Linked DNA regions of Mus musculus: region 1 is linked to region 2. A link is a contact called in public promoter capture Hi-C data. All regions are on one chromosome and are shown on one strand. Each heading gives the region's core, a stretch centred on a gene start, on an enhancer-like site or on the middle of the called end of the contact. The rest is flanking DNA. Distances are from core to core; before and after follow the strand shown.

Evidence for each region. Promoter capture Hi-C pulls out the DNA fragments that hold promoters and counts their contacts.
Region 1: a promoter capture Hi-C map of stem cell-derived epiblast-like cells shows a contact between it and region 2, with 4 times the contacts expected there. The contact joins the promoter of Acsl1 here to the promoter of Lrp2bp in region 2. A contact is called at or near these places in 10 of 39 promoter capture datasets (the 3T3-L1 cell line, cranial neural crest, embryonic stem cells and 6 more), 1 of 484 Hi-C or Micro-C datasets (myocytes) and 1 of 115 datasets of contacts at active chromatin or transcription factors (effector CD8 T cells).

The regions. Positions count from the first base shown.
Region 1 is chr8:46,469,683-46,472,382 of GRCm38.p6, reverse strand. Acsl1 (acyl-CoA synthetase long-chain family member 1) reads right to left here and starts at 1,346. Exons shown (of 21, transcript NM_007981.4): 1 at 1,153-1,346. Gm31050 (a long non-coding RNA gene) reads left to right here and starts at 1,333. Exons shown (of 2, transcript XR_378936.3): 1 at 1,333-1,778; 2 at 1,884-2,392.
Region 2 is chr8:46,009,218-46,011,917 of GRCm38.p6, reverse strand. It overlaps Lrp2bp (Lrp2 binding protein), which reads right to left and starts at 1,316. Exons shown (of 9, transcript NM_026278.3): 1 at 1,118-1,316; 2 at 684-804. The coding sequence starts at 783.

The sequences.
Region 1 (2,700 bases), core at 97-2,596, 460 kb before region 2:
TTTACAAAGAACCAGCCTCCCACCACAAAGGGATTTCCTTCAGCTGAACTACAAGAAAAAACATCTCCCAGGATCCGGCCCTGTCTGTTTTCTGTTGTCACACCTCACCACATTGCTCCAAACCGATGGTTCCTTTCCGTTGCTCCCATTCTTAACCTTGCCCATTGCAGACCTTCAGTTCTTAACTTTGGTGAACTAGAAGGGTTTGGATGATTTCTGAGTTACGCTAATAATTTTCATTGGGCTAACCACAGATTACGTTTTGAAACGTGTATCCCAGAAACATAATCAAATGTCAAGTCCTTAAAGGGAAGACTAGAGATGGATACTCACAGTTCCAAGAGGAAGCATTTTCATAACGGCCATTCTTAACTAGGTTCCATAACCATGAGCTTGAGCGGTGTGGCAAGATGGTCTGTAAGCTCGGGCATAGTGCAGTGATTAGATGGAGCTGCCTTCTCTAGATTCTAATCCATGTGATCTTTTAAGTCCTGTATCAGCACTCGGGGTCTACGTTTCAAGGTGATAAATATCATTTTTGCTCCCTAATTTAAAAAAAAATTAAAAGCCAGATTGCCTTAAATCAATGACTCCATCACCACTGTGTGTAGTGGCTCTGGGAGCTCCTCTTGGAGACACCGCGAGAATTTCTACTTATGACATCGGGCTCTGAGCGCTGCTTCTGACCCTCCTCGAACGCTCGGCGCAGGGGCACGTCACAGAGCGGCACCGGGACAGTCCGTGTCCACGCGCGGTGAGTGCGCGCCTCACAATCCCCGCCTCTGGGGGTACGAGGGATGCGGTGGCGGAGACGCCAGGGTCCCCAGCAAGCAGGACCACCTCTCGGCACCTGAGCCGGGGAGGGAAGGTCCCAGCCGCCACACCAGCCAGGGACCGTGCAGAGAGGAACCTCTTGACTCCGCGGTGCACCAGCCCCGCGCGCGCACGGCCCGCGGGGGAACCCGGGCTCCGGCACCGGAAGCGGCGGCCGCCGGAGCGGCCCCAGAGCCTCCCGAAGCCGAGGGAAACGAGGCCGTGGAGCCCAGGCCGGAAAAGCGGAACGTCCCGCAGAGCCGCGGGGAGGTTCTCCCGTCTCGGCCCGGCTAGGGTCGCCTTGGCCGACTCGCGGCCCTTCGCGGCTGGCGCACTCACCTCCTCCGCTGCCCGGGCTGCTCCACAGGCGGCTGTCACTGCAATCCACGAACTGCCCCGCGCCGGGTTGCGATGCTATTTAAGGAGTCGCGGCCGCAGCTGCTCTCTTGGCTGCGCCACCGGCGTTGCAGCAGCAGCAGCAGGGCCGGGCGGCTGGTAGTGCGCGTGCCGTGCCACGCCGCCCCGCCCCGTCCGCAGGCTCCTCCCCGCCCCATCTCTTAGCGCGCCCACTCCCCCTCGCCAGCTCCTCCCCTCCTGTCGCACAGGTCGAGGCTGTCCCGCCCCATCACACCCACCGCTCCTCTCAGGTCCCGCCCCATCGGCGCCATTCCCGCCTCCCAAGCCCCGCCCTATCTGGGCTGATCCAAGCCCCTCAGACCCGCGGTGCCTCTCAGGCCACGCCCACCAGCTCCAGTCCTTCCCCTCCGGCCGCGCCTCCTCGGTCTTTTGCCCCGCCCCTTAAGGCCCAGTCCTCCTTCAGGTCCCGCCCAGTCCTGCTGACTCCGCCTCTCCCTCCAAAGCCGCAAGGTGGGCGTGGCCTCCCTCAGGTCCATGAGCATGGCTGTCAGCAAGCAAAAGCCACTAAGGTCACCCAAACTGCCCTCTAGTTTCACAACGAATCTGAGGTAGGGCAAAGGGTAAATCTGGAAGTCTCCTGAACCCTGATAATGTGATGCTATGGAATGTTGCAGGTGCCCTTTAGCTCTTCCATCCTTAACATTCTTCCACAGCTGACACCTTGGCATAGCCTCTCTGCTTGCTTCTCTGCTTGGAGGGACCACGGTAGCTGAAGAAGTCCCATCTTTCTTTAGCACAGATATACACGAACCCCTTTAATCCAGTTTCACCACGGTCCCCACACCAAGTTTCGCCACAGTCCTTGGCTAGGAATACAGGACTTCCGCAATATCCTGGCCATGAGGCATCTCTGGACAACCCAGGCCCCTGTGTGGTTCAAGTGAAAAGCAGACTTAGTCGTTGCTCAAGGACGGTGTCCACCTGCCAAGTTTTAAAGGCTTGTCTGCCCTGCTCAGCCTTGGCTCTGTAGACTTGACAAATCCCTTGGGAAAACCTTTTAAGGGCTACCAACGGCCAATGCAAGGCCAGTAGGATGGCTCACTGGGTTAAAGCCCATGCCTGTCACAAAGCCTGAAGTGCAATTCTCAATCCTCAGGACTGTGAGTTACCATGTGCGCATGTAACCCTTCTTCAAACGTCATTTTAAAAAATCTTAAAGATACCCCAAAGCTTTAAGATAATCTTTTAAAAGGTTAAATACTAGAGCCATCACTGTTGCTCAGTGTCCAGAACTGGTCAGTGTGGTTAAGGTAAGATGTAGATCATGCTAACATTTTGAATGGGAAAAAAAAAAGGTCAATATAATTGTTGCCAGGTTCACCTCATGCTATTGCATGAAGACAGTCATCCAGGTACAGGAGGGTTTGCTCCCAGCATTAGATGGAAGTCTTTCTAATATTGCCTTAAATTTGAGGGACAATTATTGCCAGAACACCTCTAATAACATATCATTTACTAGGTGACACTGTT
Region 2 (2,700 bases), core at 67-2,566:
GTTATATAACGTGCAGGTTCTCTCGTGAAGCCACACGTAACGTAGAATTCATTAGATGCTGTTAATCTCAGTTTCTTTCCAACTTCTCATCCCTAAAGCTTAGCTCAGAGAAAGAACATAACCTAAGCAGAGTCATGATCACAGCACCAACACACACCTGGCATAATCAAGAAGTGTTTATTGTGCTTGGGTGAGGGTTCACTGCCGGGTAGGCACTCCAATGCAGTCTCTGCATGCACTGGGCAAAGCTGTCTGTGAATGAGTTAAACTCTTAGCCTGAGCCATGTTAGGACTACTAATCAAATGGGCTGGCCATCTCCAGTTTAGTTTTTACAAGCTTATGTAAAAATAGCTTTCAGTATCCATTTGAAGTAAAGCGCAGCGTTGCGCTCTCTGAGGGAAGCAACATCTGGCGTCTCTTTTTTAGAACGAATCCCTAAGTGCTGGGGGGGGGAGGGGTGAAAATGTAATCAGGCTTGAATTGTGAAACACCTCCAGGATCAGCTTGCTGTCTGAGTAAGAAGGTCACTAATCTCCAGGAAAGCCAGAAAGGAGTATAACATTAACTACCTCCTGGAAACCAGTGGCATGGGTTTTTGTTTGTTTGTTTTGTTTATTCTAAGCTTACATGGAATTTCAGTAAAAATAGTTTCCAAGCAAGAATTAACTATTCAGATGTATACCGGGCTTTTCCTTCTTCCACTGGAAGAATTTCTGTTGTTTGGCAGCATACTGAGACAGAGAGAAAGGGTTTTTGGGCAACTTCTCGCTGCTCAGCTTCATCCTGTCTCCACAATGTGGGTCCTGTTAAGGAAGAACACATAGGTGGTTACAATTTCTCCTCCCGGGAAAGCACCAAGGGAGACTTCACTCCCCATCACAGAAGCATCTGCCCCACATTGCCTGGCCAAGGGACCCTGAGCTAGCAACAAATCCCGACTGGCTAAGGATTCACACATGGCAGGGGGCGTCCTGTCATTCCCAACTGCTGCCACTCAGTGGCAACAGACTACACCGCTCACAGTCGCTGCTCCTGTCACGGAGGACTTTCCTGTCGCCCTTTAACTGAAACTGGCCAGAGTAATCCGTTTCGGATGACAGGATGCGTCTGTTTTACCTGGGAATACACTGTGTTTTAGCTCTGTTGCTCAGTCTTCTCTTCCAGTCTGTACTGGATTGCCATGTTACCAGATGGACCACTGCTGCATGGTAAATCAGAGCCTTCATATAAAATGTAGGGGCCACCTCATTTGGGTTGAAGGAGTCCAGGTTGGCCTAAGCTGAGAGTAGTGAAGACAGCAAACTCTGTTGTTGCTATGCTTTTTTTTTTTTCTTTCTGTTTTGGTCTTTGACATTCTACTGGTTCAACTTACTTCCACCAATCAGGAGCCAGCGCCCAGGCCAGGTCTCTCTGATTGGTGGTCTACAGAAGTTCTTAAGAGAAGCTTTGTGTGATTGGAAAGCTGCATTTACATACTTACAGGATACTATTTTAGGCAACACGCTGCTTCATTGGATGAGAGTGGAACTCAAAAAAAAAAAAAAAAAAAGACATGGTTTACTAAGTCAGCAAAAAATAAAAATAAAATAAAATCACTGAAATGTCTGTATGTGGGAGGAGTTAATTAAGAGCTAATTTCTTTATCTGTAGTTTGAAATAAAGGTTCTTAAAGTGTCCTTTCCTTGATATACAAAGTTAATGGGCCCAGCATGGTGGCGAAATGTCTTTAATTCTGGCACTCAGGAGGCTGAGGTTAGCAGATCTCTGCTAGTACAAGGCAGCCTGGACGAAATAGTGAGACCCTGTCCACAACCAGACAAAAAACAAAGTTGCTGGTTACTGGGTTGGAGATGTGGTTTCAGCAGTTAAGAGCATCAGGGTTTAGTTCCCAGCACACCACAGGGCATCTCACAACTGTCTGTAACACAGTTCCTGGGGATTGGATGCCCTCTTCTGACTTATTCAGTCACTAGACACATGTGCCTAGTGTACATGTACACACATGTATCTCTCTAGTGATACACATACACACATGCAGTCAAACCACTCATACACATAAAAATAGAAAGAAATTAATTAAAACAAAACAACAACAACAACAAAAAAAAACAAGTCAAAGTGTTTCCAGAGGATCTGAACTTGGTTCCCAGAAGCCACCTTGAGTGGGTCCCAACCACCTGTAGCTCCAGCTCTAGAGAGTGACCACCCACTTCTCGGCTCTGCTGGCACCCCTCACATGGGACATATATGCATGCAGACACACATACACATACTCATAAGAATAAATCTTTAAAAAGTAAAGTAATTGGATTATGTATATTGCAAAATCTAAGTTTCCACTAAAGAATATAAAGTTCCCAATGAACGAAGCCACATGTGTAAGATATATAGAAGAAAGCAATCCAAATATGACAGCCTACTGTCAACCACCACTCACAAACTAGATGAAAAGATGTTATTTCTCTGAAGACATTAATACAGTGTGCTACTATCTAACAAGGTTTAGAGCAGAGGTTCTCAACCTTCCTAATGCTGTGGCCCTTTAATACAGGTCCTCATATTGTGGTGACCCCTCCAACCATAACATTATTTCTTTGCTACTCCGTAACTATAGTTTTGATAACTGCTATAAATTGTAATGTAAGTATCTGGTATGTAACCCCAAGGGCTCATGGTACATGGGTTGAGGACCACTGGAT